2 separate regions of the Drosophila melanogaster genome follow, and region 2 is linked to region 1. The links are chromatin contacts, called in public Hi-C maps. All regions are on one chromosome and are shown on one strand. The core of a region is the stretch at or near the end of the contact, and the rest is flanking DNA. Distances in the headings are between cores, read along the strand shown.

The links. Hi-C and Micro-C count contacts between places; a contact is called where the count stands out from the background.
Region 2: a contact with region 1 is called in a Hi-C map of the Kc167 cell line, with 2.3 times the contacts expected there. A contact is called at or near these places in 23 of 107 Hi-C or Micro-C datasets (the D17-c3 cell line, the Kc167 cell line, the ML-DmBG3-c2 cell line and 8 more) and 1 of 7 datasets of targeted methods (the Kc167 cell line).

The regions. Positions count from the first base shown.
Region 1 is chr3R:16,263,841-16,271,706 of dm6, reverse strand. Mst89B reads right to left here and starts at 4,695. Exons shown (of 3, transcript NM_142272.2): 1 at 4,545-4,695; 2 at 4,270-4,484; 3 at 3,274-4,194. The coding sequence starts at 4,611. The coding sequence ends at 3,367. asun (asunder) reads right to left here and starts at 7,436. Exons shown (of 3, transcript NM_079655.4): 1 at 5,784-7,436; 2 at 5,414-5,719; 3 at 4,816-5,353. The coding sequence starts at 7,354. The coding sequence ends at 5,161. bor (belphegor) reads left to right here and starts at 7,592. Exons shown (of 6, transcript NM_001260206.1): 1 at 7,592-7,637; 2 at 7,691-7,866. The coding sequence starts at 7,755. Mat89Ba (Maternal transcript 89Ba) reads left to right here. Exons shown (of 6, transcript NM_142273.4): 2 at 1-846; 3 at 900-1,010; 4 at 1,067-2,307; 5 at 2,367-2,770; 6 at 2,837-3,378. The coding sequence ends at 3,244.
Region 2 is chr3R:16,337,140-16,345,005 of dm6, reverse strand. It overlaps pad (poils au dos), which reads right to left and starts at 2,688. Exons shown (of 5, transcript NM_142277.3): 1 at 2,460-2,688; 2 at 2,018-2,400; 3 at 142-1,962; 4 at 1-80. The coding sequence starts at 2,612. It overlaps SF2 (Splicing factor 2), which reads left to right and starts at 3,018. Exons shown (of 4, transcript NM_001260210.2): 1 at 3,018-3,278; 2 at 3,408-3,777; 3 at 4,060-4,184; 4 at 4,244-6,063. The coding sequence starts at 3,115. The coding sequence ends at 4,352. It overlaps Sulf1 (Sulfated), which reads left to right and starts at 5,431. Exons shown (of 10, transcript NM_001275698.1): 1 at 5,431-5,695.

The DNA of each region.
Region 1 (7,866 bases), core at 3,446-5,945:
AGATTACCTAAACCTTCGCTATGACCAGAAGCGAGCTTTGTATCTTACTTATGTGACGGAGAGGATGATGGAGTCCCCAGATTATGCAGAAGATCAGTTTAATTTCAACTACTATGCTAACAACCCGCTTAAGCCGGTTCTGGAATTGATCCCAGTTACTAAGCAAGTAAACAAGCACCTGCAAGTGCGTCTGTTCATCACTGCCCCATTAAGCAGTTTTAAGCCAGGCAGATTTGTTCCCTGGAACAACAATATTCGGCCCTCGTTTTACGGTGACGAATGGGACGAGAAAGATCCGCTGCCCTCCACCCAACACTACAACGCAAACGTACTGTTTGATCTAACTTTGTCCGAGAACCAGGCTCAATTGGATAAGGCCTTTAAGAGCAGGCGTAATTTTCAGGACGGCCTGCTGCTCCTTAAAGTATGGTTGCGTCAGAGGCAACTGGACATAGGTTACAGTGGGTTTGGTGCCCACATCTTAGCCGCTTTTATTGTGTACCTAAATACGCAGCGCATTCTGCATCAGTCAAGCAGCAGTTACCAAGTGGCACGCACTGTATGGAACCAACTGGCGAACACGGACTGGACGAAAGGCATTAGCCTGTCTGTTGCTCCCATTCAAACGGAAGAATTAAACAAGTTTGCCGAACACTATGACGTTTGCTTTATAGACTTCACTGGACAGCATAATCTATGCGCAAATATTCCGCTTTACCTGTATCAGAGAGTTCGAGAGGAGGCCAAACTGGCGGTGGAACTACTGAACGACATGAAGCTAAACAGTTTCCCGCTTATCTTTATGCAAAAGTGTCCACTGTACAGCAGGGTGGATAATATCTTAAAGTATGTGAAGCTAAAATGTTAGTTTTTCAATTATAAACTTTATTTTTCCCCAGGATTTCCAATTATTCATGCATAAATCAAATGCTTACACTGCATTCGCATCCTCGAATTAAGTACGATTTTGCTAATTATGGTTACCCGCAGCTGCTACATTTACTGACTGAGTGAGTTAACTAAGCTAAACAGGCAACTTACAAAGAAATAATAATCATAACTTTAGGCTCCTTAAAAAGGGACTTGCTGAACGTGTCCACTCCATACTACCCTTAGAAACTGCGACAGCCGCCTGGCCTGTGGAAAAAAAAGCGCCCGTTATTGGGAAGTATATTCAACTGGGCCTTATACTTCAGCCAGAGCACGCATACCAGGTGTTAAACAAAGGACCTGCTGCCAACGATGATCATGAGGGAGCTGAGGAATTCCGACGGTTCTGGGGAGAGAAATCAAACCTACGTCGGTTTCAGGATGGCAGCATCACAGAAGCTGTGGTTTGGGGGACCGCCCAGGATTCACCCGCCAAGAAGCGACTAATTGTTCGCCAGATTGTGCTGCATCTATTGGAGCATCACCTACAACTGGACAGCAAGGAAGTACAATACATTGGCGGCGAGTTGGACCAAGTCTACCAGCTGTCTCCTTGGTTTAAGGTCAATAAGCTAAAGACCAAGCTGCCATTGGGTCAAGATACCGACGCAGAGGCACTTAGTCCGCACGTCATCCGCTGCTATGATGAGTTGGCACGCCAACTACACGGGCTGAATGATCTTCCTCTAGAGATAGTCTCCATATCAGGCGTCTCGCCCATTTTCCGCTACTGCGAGCCGCAGCCCGTTCTCCCACAGGCGCTTCTGGTAGAAAACCGCATCCTGGCAAGCAGCATTCAGCGTGTGGTAATCCAGCTCGGGCAAAGCGGCAAGTGGCCCACTGAACTTGGTGCACTGCGTGCTCTTAAAACTGCATTTCTTATCGAAATTGGCGAAAAGTTGGAAGCGCAGTGCCGGCTTCATTGGGTGATGTCCGCCGACGGTCTGCTCGTACTCAAGCAAGGTTACTGCTTCCTTATAGAGCTGGCACACAACAAGGAGCTGGCGCTGCTGAAGCAGGAAGTTACTGAGCGTGGCATAACTACATATATAGACAATGCAGCCAGTCGTTCCTTAGAGCGTCAACATTATATTCTACCCAAAGTAAGTGGGGCTCTACATTCGCTTCATCAAACTTACAGCGCATTTGGTTCCACTGTGCTGTTGGCCAAGCGCTGGCTGGCCACACAACTGCTGGACGATGGCTTGTGGCCTGATATGGCTACTGAGCTACTGGTGGCGCATCTCTTTCAGCAGCGGTATGCACCGCAGTCCATAGCGGCACCTCAAACTGGATTCATACGTTTCCTGCAGCTGCTTTCCCATAGCGATTTTAATGGCGAACTCTTCCTGCTAAACTTCAACAATAGCTGGCAGGGTAAGTTCTTTGTTACCACTCCATAATGTTATAAAATAATTCAACTTTACGTTCTCAAGAACAACAAATTGCCGATCTGGAGCACAACTACCGCAGCAACCGTCAAAGTTATCCTCCTTTGGCTGTGGCCACCTCTTACGATATGCAGCATGCCGGACGATTGTGGACCTCGGATCAGTCACCCAGTCAACGGGTGCTTGGACATGTGACGCGACTGGCCCGCCATGCGCTCGAGATTATTGAAACCAGCCTGATGTCGAAAGATCTGAGGTTTGTGCGGCCGGCCCAATTATTTCGAGCTTCCAACGAGGGATACGATCTGGTTATCCAATTTAAGCCAGATCTCGTGCCGAATTCCTTAAGCTACGATCTGGGGTCACCATTTGTTTCATTTAGCCAGCCAAACTTTAGCTTGCCCCGCGCAGGATCAGATTACATTGCTCGAATTGTGGGACTACTAAGAGTAAGATGTTATAAAGCAGCCAGCTTTGTATTTGAAAATTCTCATTTCCCTTCTTTTTTCCGCTAGTCTGCATACTCCGACTTTGCTGCGTTCTTTTACAATCCGCACGGAGGCAAGGAACTGGGCATTGTATGGCGGCCACCAACGGAATTCGCTGCAAAGCCATTTAAGGTCACAGAGCTGCAGGCATGCAGTCCTTGTGGTAATAAAAAGGTTCAAGTTCTCAAGGAAACACTGCTCGAGGACTTCAAACTCTTACTGAAAGATTTCTACCTGCGCATCGCCACACCAGAGGAGCTCAAACGGGAACAGCGCGAGCATCAGAAGCCCATGCGGTACTTTGATGCCAACAAGGCAGAGGAGGAGTCGAAGCCAAAGCCGAAAAAGCATAGGCAACGCAAGGGCACCGGGAAAAAAGCACTACCCAAAAGGAAACGCCTAATAAAAAGCTCAACCCTTAAGGTCTTGAAATAGTTATAGAAATATGTAGCTAAACCGTTACTAAGTTAAAAAAATAGCTTTAATTTTGGTTTAAAAAAAAATGGCATATAGCAGCATAAGAAATCGCGAAAAACGGTGATATAAAAACTATAGCATTACTGATGTTTACTTATGGACGCGTTTTGACTGAGCTCCTGCTGAAGTATTTCGTGATCAGGATTGAGATTCGTCCAACCCGTATGTTTGGAGACTGATGGCTTGGAGACTTGAGCTCGCGGATAGGGATTTTGGCCCAACGGTATCGTTCTATAGAAATGAGGTTCCACATGAGGTTCAAAGTTATTAACCTGGGTGCAGAGATCAAAGCGGATATGTCTAGATGTGCAAGGCTGCTCCTGTGGTGGTACGGGCGACTGAACTTGAGGTTGCATTGGTACTATCAACGTCTGATCCGTGCAGGTCGGTTGTGACTTACAGTGCTGACAGGTGCTTTCCACCGATGAAGTGTAATCACATTCAGCTGATGTGTAAGACTCTGCTGAGGTCGTTTCAAATAGGTCGCTATATGTACCGCACCCGGTGGAGTTTGTGTTGCGCTGAGCCTGGCATCTCGAGTTAGCGGGCTCGTTCTTCATATAGGTATTTTCACTGAGACAGCTCTGAGTTTGGCAACCCACATTCTGTGGAGCCTTCACAATAGAAGTTCTAGTTGGGGTGGCGGTGTCCTTCGTTTGGCAACTCGCATTCCGAGGCATCTCGCGCTCCACAGTTGTCTGCGTTTTGGCAAACATTTGAGTTTGACAGCTCGAGTGCTGCGTCTCGCACTTGGGGCAGTGCTGGCATCCAGTGTTTGTCATCAACCCGGATGTCGAGGTGCCGGCATCGTAGCAAAGTGGTAAACGGTGTTCAGATCCCGACTTTTTCTTTGACCAAACCAATTGAGTAGACACACTTGCAACTGTCTTCAGCGGGTTCGAGGTTTCCTGTAGAAAAAGACATGTATCATTGGTCGACTTTGCAGGGTTCACATCCTCTTCGATGTCCATTCGCATACAGACCCTTTTGTCAGAAGCATTGCGGAGAAGATCATCCAAAGTGCAGAAGTGCGTGGTGTTTGGCGGGGGGAAATAAACCGCACCTGGCGAAGAAGTATCCAAGGGAAGAAACTGCCCGTTGGGTCCTACACGACTGTAGCTTATCACTCGCGTGTCTTCCACACGACGAATGTCCTGCTGGGTGAGCACAATAATCTCATTGCCAACCATTATGGGAACTTACCGAAGAAAAGTTAGTCAATACTCTGCATATTACAATAATCAATATCGATGCTCACTGTGAACAGGTGGTGCCCCCTCCTCCGCTACCTGCATCACTTTTCTCGTGTTAAAATTGTTCGCCATTGCCAAAGATTACACAAATTTTGGAAAATATTATCAAATTCGATCTGAGAATTTAGCGTTTGAATACAATTTTTTCTATAAAACACCAAAGGAGAAAACGATATTTTGATTGGCCACAAATTTGACAATTTGACAATTTCGAAATTTTAAATTCAATAGTTAAATCCGTTTAATAAATAAACGAATTTTATTTATAATTATATTCTGGGTACTTTTCGTTTTTATTACCGTGCCAAAGATCACAATCACAAGTTAAAAAAAACTCATTGGCCCATGTTTATATTTTCTTAAGTTAAACAAACAGTTTGAATCATAAACTAATCCAATTTGAGGCAGCTTAAATAGAGGAATTATAATGTCGTCTTCCACAGTAATGTTGTCCCAGTCTTAAAGAAGCGATTATACGAAACTCAGAAAAATACTTCATTTTACATTCAAATTAATTCCTATTAAGCCGTACACTAAGCATTGTTTAAGGAAATGATTATGTTTCTTTTATATATATATATACTACAGTCCCAGCTTAAATTCGGCGTTCTCCGTGCCATTTTAACTACGTACGGATTCCTCCTTAACATTGGGCGTAATACTGGCCCCCGTCGTAACTGTGTCTTTGTCCTTGGTACCAAAATCCGGATACAGCTTGGCCACTTGACCCAACGGAGTGCAAAGGCGTCCCGAGAAATCCAATCGTTTGTTGGACTGGCTTCGCTCTGCTGAGGATATAATATCTAGCAGGGATCTGGGGACAAATATTGCGCGAATTAAGGACTCTATCAAGAAATACATACATACGACATACCTTTGCCCACAACTAGACATGCGACGCTTGCTCGCCTTGAGAAGGCTATTGGAGCTGCTGCTGCCACTAGCACCGACGCTACTGATGGGCTCCAGCCGTTCGGGAGAGAGTGGGGATTCCGTGTAGGTGCGCAGGAGACTTGCTCCAGGTTCCGACTTCAGCGGGGCATCGCCGTATGCGGCTCGCAAACTCTGTAGGCTTTCCAGCAGATTTTTATGGTGCATTGTGGTGGCATTTAGTTGAATTAATTGCTCCAGTTCCCTGTACAGCAAGCGGTACTGGTCTTTGGCCTTGGAAAGCTTTAGTCTGAAATGAGTTAATTAAATATAAAAAATTGAAAATATATAAAAGATATCTATAAATTGCTTACCTTGCTCCATTGGTGTGGGTAAATGGTAGGACATCGCCACGCGAGGCGCTTTTGTACAGCTCGTGAATGTGCTGCTGGCACCGCACCTCGTCCTGCTTATCCATGTCTTCCTTCACTAAAAGATGGAGAAAATGCGGAAGCCAACTGATGTGTCGCTGTAGATGGAACAGAATCGAAGAGCTGGTGGTCAGGGGGAAGTAGCGAGGCAACCGGCGCGTCAAGGGCGGAGCAGATGGATCCTTAACCTTGAGCGGAACCACGCGCGACATCTTGATCAGTTGACCAAGTTCGGCGGTGCGATAGTCCGAGACACGTCCTCCGGGGCCATCAGTAATTGATGGAGCCTCATCCATGCAGGAGCGCGTGATGCACAGGGAGTGCACAAAGATCTCGCCACCGCGTGCAGAAAGCATATGGCTGGTGGCCTTTGAGCCGGTCTTGCGCGGCATTTCCAGCAAGACTGAACGTCCGTTAAGCAGAAAGTTAATCAAGCAAGAACTGGGCCGCGAGGTGACGTCCACCGGTGTCACGAGGAACTGACCCAGACAGGGCTGTAGATCTGCAGAGCCGCAACCGCGCGGTGTGCACCACTTAAGAGTCACTGTTTCGTATGTGGCACCTTGCTTGATGCTCGTGGGTAGACTGAAATCTGGGCCACAGGTGATGGAGTGGGCCCTTCGGCTGTGCAGGATTTCCACATCGTAGTTGGCGCTGGAGTTGGCGTTCTGCTCCTCTTTCATGGGTATGTTAGTCACCGTGGTACTAGCTAGGTCGTAATGGTTCAGTATGAGGTGCGTCAGCTTATAGGAAATATCCGGGGCACTGACTGTGTGGATCTCGACATCAAGCAGCGGCGATATCTTGAGCAGGCTGCGATTGGTAACCAACGATTCAACGCCCAGCGGCACAATGTTGAGGATAACTAGGTGGCAATGGTCGATGACCAGTCCCTTCTTGGAGGGCGGAGCTGCTAGGGTGTTCTGCTGCACCAGCACGGTGTTAAAGATGTCCTCCAGGCTTTTCATGCTGGTATTGTCACGCGCTGAAGTTATGCAGATGACGCGACCCTTGTTGGGAATGCGCGGCAGTTCGTCGGTCCCAAAGTCGGCCATTGCCGCCAACTGCTCATCGGTGGGCTCCGCCAGCGCTTCGATGGCGGCCCGCAGGCCATGGATTACCGAGTAGTCAGAAGATGTGGGTACGTTGCGCGACGGCACGCCCACAATTAGCATTGCGTTCATCACGTGCGCCATATTTTGCGTGCTGGGCCTCCAGGTGTTCACGATATGCGCCGCCGTGTCCGAGACAATAAACCGCACATGCTTTTTGCCGGGAAAGAGATCCCAGACCACGCGGCAGTACTCGATGGAGGATTCGCAGGCGCATGTCCACAGGCTCTTGCTGAATTGGGATCCACCGCTGCCGGTTGCATTTCCCGCCGCTCCTGTTGCGCCGCCGTCTGCAGATGGTTTTCCCTTTAGGAAGTCCATCGAGATGTACTCCTCGCTGGCGATGCTAAAGTATCGGGTGTGGTCCAGCACAAAGATGGTCTTCTGGTTGCGTTCGAACATGGTGGACTCGTGGACAACTTAAATTGCCGGGAAATCAAACAAACGCAAACGTTGAATCCTAATTGTTTACAATCTTTGTTCACCACGAACAGCTGTTTTCGAATTCCAAATTCACCACAGCTAATTTTTTTTTATTTTTTTAAATTTACTAAACTGTGTTAAAAAGCTCTTTTCTCAAATTCAACAAAAAAGCACACATTTAAAAAAAATATATCGATGTATTTATAACTTCATTTCAATTTGTCCGTCTCCAATTTACCGAATCTGGCAGCGCTGCTCAGTAGTAAGAATCACGTTGTTAAGCGAAAGCTGTCTAAATTTCATAATATTTTCTAGATTGTTTTTTTTTCCCATACACTGAGTGAAAAGCGCGAGAAGCGCAAGCCAACATATTAGGAAAATGTCGTGGCTTTTGGGCAGGAACCGCCAACAGCCTCAGCCGGATCAGACCGCCGGCTTTTCGGAAGGAGGAGGAGCTGCCGATCCGGAGGGCAGGACGGCCGGCGAGAAGT
Region 2 (7,866 bases), core at 1,439-3,938, 75 kb before region 1:
CGTAGTGCAACTTGGTGGCAAAGTTTTTGTTGCAAACATCGCAACAGTATAAGGTTTCGGTTGATGTCTGCGTGTGAATTCTGAAAGAAAGGATATTTATGAATCTCTGTTGAATTTAACTAGATGTATATAAATGCTGACCGCCTATGCTTATTCAGGTTATCCTTTCGCGAGAAGGGCTTTTTGCACACCTCGCACGTGTACATCTTTTGTCCAGAATGGGATACTAAGTGCCGGGACAGGTGCTCTTTGCGGCTGAAGGTCTTGTCGCAACCCTCTTCCGAACACTTAAAGGGTCGCAGGCCCGCGTGCAGCTTAACGTGTTGGGTGAGGTGTTCTTTCTTTTTAAATTCACGCTTACAGGTGGGGCATATGAGGCCAGAAGTTGTGGGCGCTTCGCTCCCAGAATGGGTCGCGTTCTGTCCTTCCTGCTGTGGAGAAGGAAGGATCTGCTGCGGCGGTCGCGCTGCTTTAACTTTCTGCCCTGAAGTGTCCTGGTTCTCAGGAGGCTTGCGTACGATCTTTTTATGCTGCGCCGCCAGCGGAGGTGGTTGTGCTTGGCTTAGGGCGGGAACGGACACAGGAATCGGCTGTGAAGCAGGAGTTGGGGATGTAGTAGAGGGCTTACTTTGCGCCTTTGGCGCTGTCTGCATTGAGATTCGACTGATTGTGATATTCTGTTTGTTCAGCATGGGCAGTTTGGCGGGATTAGATGTGGGAGCTGGTGCCGGCAAAGAAGCAGGCTGCTTGGGCACCTTGGTGATCGTTGTATTCGAGGAGAGCCGCTGCATGGCTGCTTGATTTGCTGATGTCGCTGTCGGGGCGCCTGACGCAGAGAGTCCTGCGGTCTGCTGTTGCTTCACCTGCGGTTGTGGCTTTGTCTGGGTTATCAATCGCTTGAACTCGTTGGTGGACGTGCCATTGCTTCCACCTGAGGACGGCCCCACAGTAGTTTTGCTCTTTGGCGATGGCATCGGTTTTTGCTTTGGAGAAGGCGTTTTAAAAGTGGGGGCTTTCTTGCTGCTAGTGGGCGTGGTGGGAGTCGGTGGAATATTGGTCACATTCCGTATCACCAACTGCGAATTGGTGGTGCTGGTATGTGGAGATCTAATAATTTGCTGAGAGGTCACTTGTGCCGTATTTGGAAGTTGGGTAAGCGGTTGTTGCGGCGCCAGAAATTGATTTTGCGTCACCGTAGTGCCCTGGAAGGCGCTTCCTGGATTGCCCAATGTTTGCGGTGTCAGTTGCAGAGTAGCCGGAATTGATGTTGGTGTCAGCTGCATGATTGGCTGGCCATCCGCAGTGGCCAGCTGAGGCTGAAGTTTCATCTGTACTTGGTATGTCGTGGGCAACACTAGGTTCTTGGTGTCTATGTGCGCCACGATCTGCTGATCCGAATTCTCGTCCCGAATGGTGATAGGCAGAAAGCACTTGTTTGGTGACAGCAGGTTGGTTGTCGACTGCGGACCCGCCAGGCTGGAGAGCAGGGCAGCAGCATTTAGCTGCGTCTGGGCAGGAACTGTCCCTGCACTTGTCACTCCTCCGCTACCTGGCATCAACTGCAGCTGTATTTGCGGCTGACTGCCACCGAATTGCGGCATTGAAGTGGTGAACTGGGGCGCTGTAGGCGAAGAGAGCACAAAGTTCAACTTTGGCTTTTTACTGTCGCCAGAACTTGACGTATCATCCTGAGCGACGGAGTACTGTGTGGTAGCCTGCAGCTGGTTGGTCAGTTGCTGTAGTTGTTGCTGAAGCTGAAGTTGTTGAATCTGCTGCCACAAAGGCTGCAGTTGATCGCCTAGCTGCGGTTGTAACTGCAACTGAGTAGGGTTTATGGTAGGCGTTACTGTCTGGGACTGCAGAGAATGTTGCTGCTGGGGCTTGGCAGGCGATATGGGCTCCTTTTTCCCCAGCGGCGTTATCTTGATGTCAGGCTTGAGGCGTATAAACTCTTCCAAAGCACTAAGTGGATAGAATGTTATTGAGATGATTTTCATGAAAGTGAATTCCCACTCACGTCTGTCTTTCGCTTTTTATTTGAACTTCCGGCATAGCTTGATGCTGCTGCTGCTGCTGCTGTACCCCGTTGTCCATCGTTATGGTGTACTGCTGCTGGGGCTGCATGTTTACCGCCTGGATTATGCTGTTCAAGAGATTTCCGGACTGCTGAGCTCCATTAGGAACTGGTGGAGCTGACTGCGCCACACTGAGGCTCTTCCCAGTTTCATCGACCGCATCCCGAATGTATAGCTTGTCGCTGCTTGGCGCCGGGCGAATATTGAGACAGTTGTTTAGCATGGTCTGTGAGTTACGGCAAGTGGCGCGAAGTCCGTGGATTTGCTCCACCAACTGCACACACTGGGCGCACACCACTTTGGGCAAGCGATCCTTTTCATCGATCTGCAAGAAGTATGGGTTTGTTAGCCAAAAGTAATGGGAGATTGATGCACTAGCACGACCTGCAGTGAGAGACACTCGAGTATCTTTTGGCTCAGATTCTTGGCGCGTCCCTCGGGTGAGTAGATGTTCGTCTTGTGATCGCTGCTGTCCGTGCAGATGCGACACAGGTCGTAGTAGTTAATGCAGCGAACGTTGCTTCCGGCCGCAGCCATTTTTCCGGTGGCTCAGTGGTTTTCGAAATGCTATTTATGTTTAGTGTATTGCACATGCAAATATTTGTTGTCTTTTCTTCGACTGAACGACGCTTAGTGGTGACACTGCGCGAATACATTGCAGCTCGGCGTGATTGGCAATAACTATCGGTAAATTATAATATAAATGAAAGGAACGACATTATGTTTACCCTGCCTTATAACCTTTAACCGAGGAAATTCCACAAACTTCTTAATTTATTTCATTCTAATAACTTATTCATTCTAATTCCCAACTAAGCGAAGTAAGTACTTACAGGGTAGCTATCGATATAAGCAACGAAACTTCCACCTATAGTTTCGTATCAACGTTATAATTATCGATAACTACTGTGCACCCAAGGGATTTACCCAACTCGAACTAACGGTCATACTGCGTCGGCCATTTGTCATTGTGAGCGTGACAAAAATAAGTTCTCTGAAAATCGAAATAGATCGAAGCGTCTGATTTAAACTGGAGAAAATGGGATCACGCAACGAGTGCCGTATATATGTGGGCAACCTTCCCCCAGATATACGCACCAAGGATATCCAGGACCTGTTCCACAAGTTCGGCAAAGTAACTTTCGTCGATCTGAAAAATCGGCGTGGGCCGCCATTTGCTTTTGTTGAGTTCGAAGATGCGCGGTGAGTAATGCGAATACACACAGCTGGCCCAGCGCCCCGGCTAAGACACCCAACTAATTCGCGACAACTGCTTCTCTTCCTTCCTTGACCATGGTCCATATCCTCCGGCTGCCTCTTGGCCCAATTTAGGGATGCCGACGATGCGGTGAAGGCGCGCGACGGCTACGACTACGATGGGTATCGTCTGCGCGTGGAGTTCCCGCGGGGCGGTGGTCCTGGAAGCTACCGCGGCGGCAACCGCAATGACCGAAGCCGCGACGGTGGGGGACGGATGGGCGGACGCGGACCGCCAGCCAAGCGCTCGCAGTACCGCGTCATGGTTACTGGACTGCCCGCCTCCGGATCGTGGCAAGATCTCAAGGATCACATGCGCGAGGCCGGCGACGTCTGCTTCGCGGACACTTACAAGGATGGTTCCGGCGTCGTTGAGTTCCTGCGCCACGAGGACATGAAGTACGCAATCAAAAAATTGGACGACTCTCGCTTCCGATCGCATGAGGTATGTAAATTGTCCAGTTCCAACTTTGTAAAATTCAAATGTATTCGGGTTTCAAGGTAGAGAATTTACTTTTGCATTTATTTTGTCAGCATACATTATTCACAGGCTGGAATAATTAAATATGATTTCAGGAATAACATTAAGTTATATTGGTGTAGATGCTTACACTTACGCCCTTAAATGTGTCAATTTGATAAACATCTAGTTCACATTCCTGTTTACATTTTGAAAAATAGTTTGGCGACATTATTCAAATGATATTAATATTTTTATTGTCTTTAGGGCGAGGTTGCCTACATTCGCGTACGCGAGGATAGCGGTGATAACGACAGAGGCGGTGGTGGTGGCGGCAGCGGTGGAGGTGGTGGCGGCAGCGGCGGAGGTGGAAGCCGTGACTACCGCGACAGGTAAACCAAATATTACCACAGTTCATTTTTCAATATTTATTCTATGAATCCCTCCACAGATCCCGTTCGCGCTCATTCTCGTCGAGGCCGCGCCGTCGTGGCACTCCCACATACTCCCCAGTGCGACGTCAATCTTATTCCAGGTCTCGCTCACGTTCTAACTATTAAACACAACCAAGCATTATCCATTAATCTATAATATTTTAATGAGCAGGAAACAGGAAAAGCAAGCTATATTAGGAAATACCAATCAATATTTGTTCAAGACCCCTCAAATACCCCAATTGTAAATTGATTTGTAAAATGAAATCAACGACCAATCAAGTTTGTTCAGTCAAGTTCCGAACTCTCACCGAAGCCAACATACTTAAAAAAGAAAAACACTTGCTTTTCCAACTTATCACACGTTCTAAGAAGCAGAAATGTTCTCTTAAGTTATAATCCACCGGGCAAAATTTGACAAAAACAGTTCTAAAATGACAACTGTAAACCAAGGAATTCTCTTTGGCCAAAAGCACTCGGCATTCCTTGATTTGCTTTTGATTATCTTTTGAGCCTTTGCTCAGTCTGCTTCCTACATATTATATTATAACTCTTATTTTGGCTGCACGTTTTCCAAGCTAATTTATTAGAATCTACCTTAACGAAAACAAGAAACATCGATACAGAATAAATATGTTTGTAATGAGATAAAGAAAAGAAACAGAAATCCGAACACAACGCAATGTCAACCACATTGATAAGCAAACTATTAATACTTTAATTTTTATTTTCTTCTCTTCCCCATTTTGCGCGTTTATGTTTGGAGAGTGATGAGGATGTGGAGGATGAGGATTAATGGATGTGGAGGAGGATATTTTGATGTTGATTTTGGCGTGGATTGGATAAATTTGGATTGAATTTAGTGGAGGCAGGACCTGTCTATAGATCTTATAAATATGAAAATATTTATTTGATTGTAATCAGGATTGGATTTGGATTTAGGATTGTTCTGAGCCCTTCGCTAGGACAACGTGGGATGCAGTGTCCCATGGCTAACTCGCACCTCGGAGGAGGAGGAGACAGGAATTTCGCATTGTTGAAGGATTTTATGTGTGAACTTTGGTCGTGTTCAGGTTAACGGATGTTTGGAGGAGGAGAATGTCGATGGCATCGTTGACGGTGAGGAACACTTGCGTTGCCCTTGGACAGGACTAAATCATACAGTTTCGGACTCGGCCGCATCTCTTCGAGCCTCGCCCCTTCTTCGGCATCTGCCTAACGGTCGGGATTAGGATTCGCTTGGACAGGCTCACACGCTTTGTTGTCGCCTTCTTTGGATCGCACTTCAGAAACTAGCTCACCCAGGGAACCGCGTATTTCGTGGCCTTCGCGCCCCTGTCGTTGTCATTTCACGGATTTGCTGTGCATCATCCAACGTTGACTTGCGCCCAACGCTGGATAGTGGATAGTGGTTCTTGGTCTGGTCCGATCCGATGCGTTCCGGTCTCCCTCTGTCTCGCCTCTCTGTGGTATGTTAGATTGCCACATCAAATTTAACTTTTAATTTGCGTTATTTAGTTTATAATTTATATACTCTTTACCCAAATCTTTCGTCTCCATTGATATTGTTGCCTCTGAAATGTGGCGATTGTCGCGTGTGCGTTTTGTTTTTCATTTTTTTTGAATAGAAGGGCGAAAATTCATAGGCCCCGACTATAGCCCACACCCGCATCATTTGCATGAACTTTCGTTAACCTAATAAAAAGTAATACCACAGCAATTTTGGAACAGAACAGTTCTCTCGTTCTCCTTGCTTATCGATCAACATATAAGCCATAGTTCTAACATATTTTTGAAATGAAATACACATTTACAATAAATATTCATAAAAATTAAGAAAAATGTCATGCTTTTAATACAACATTATAAGATGGGTGCAATCAAATACTTTTAGCAATTTATCTTGCTGAGATTATGAGCTTAAAATTAGACTGCTAGACTCGTGTAGCAGGTATTTGTGTTTATGGGATGTTCCTGTACTTATGAAGATTACAAATTAAGTTTGCTTGTATTATCTGCAGGAAAGACTTCTGTTCTGGATTTCACAACCTTTGCATTCCGAATCAATTTTAAACTTCCCGCTTATGGATTTTTACAGAGGACTGTTATTAGGGCAATGATGACCGTATTGTTTTAACGCAAAATACCAGATTTCTCTGTGCGAAAAACGATTTTTGGTCACTTTGCAGCACGGCCACACTGGCAAACAAACTATATAAGCAACACGCGCATTTTGTTGTTGGGTTTTTCAAAAAATATTCACCAGCTGTTCGGACGCGCGTGGGAACTGCTCTGTGTTTGTTGTTTTTTATAATTTCGAACGGAACGAACTGGTCGCATACGGATTTTAATTTATATTTACGTACTAAGCTAACGCGCGCTGTAAAATAAAAGTAGCGTAGAATTTCTAAACCAACCATCTGACACGAGAAAAGTGCGCCAAAAGTTCGGAAAACCCGTAGAAACCCTGTTGAAAGTACGAATTGCATGTCAAAATTGCTAACCCACGTAATAATGAATAACAAATAATTCGGAAAGTGCAATTTCGTGGGCAGTCTTTCGACAGCTGAAGGAGAAGATATCGGCCCAGATAGCCGGCCCTTCGTTTATGAATTGTGTTTTGTGGCGGTGTATCCAGCTTATCTCCGCCTTGTTCGGCTCCAGTTTTATTGAACTCTACCGGATCGGACGGTACTACCCATCTGGGGATAGTCAGTGGGACTGAGGAAGCTATTAATCGATCGCGATTGTACAACCAATTACCGGGTTTATCACCTAATTCGAAGCCGCTCGGCACGACGCGAACTATAAATAGAAGCTGAAGTGTCCAAATAATCGGTAGACAGCGCTCATGATCACAATCGCAATAGTGTGTTAAAACTACAACTACTGGAAGTTTAAACAGATATATATATATATTTAGATATAGCCTGAGGTAAGAAGTGCATTTTATGGATGTTTTGCATGCCCACGGAACTGCTGAGATCATTAAAGTTGGCTATTGAAAGCGCAGCATCAGCGAATTCCCCCTAGGAGTCATTGTTCTCGCTTGAAACTTAAAAGGTTTTTTTATTGATCATAACTTGAAATTAGTTTTACGGGGGGAAGATCGACTGATCCAAGCAAATCATGCGATACTAGTCGTTTGTGGTCCTCATCAGGCATCCCAACTTGTTTGGTCTTTGTTCTACCGACTGTTCAACAGCACTTCCTCAATATTCCTGAGTGAAAGTAAGGCTTGGCTTCGATCGTTTGACATTGGTAATGTGACCCACTTAGGAGTAGGGTGCTTCTTTGGTAACTCGATCTGTCAAGCCAGAGGTGTTGCCTTGTGGCTACCTACTACCTAACTAACTGCTTGCAATACAACCTGCGTAGGGTCTTCAAGGTCTCCTCCCCGTCGGTTTCCTGTTCATCTAAGCAACCACTGTGAGAAAACTTGAGCTGTCTGTAGGAACACCTAGCATCAATATACAATTATGTGTGTAAAATAAGCATCCATATTCAGCAGCAATTTTTAGAATCCAGTTTAATTGTATTATGAGTATACATTGTATCTAGGGTTCCATACATTTCTTGCTAGTTATTTGTAGCAGTGCATATGTGTGCAGGCAGCTCGTTTGAATCCCTTGTGCGTCTC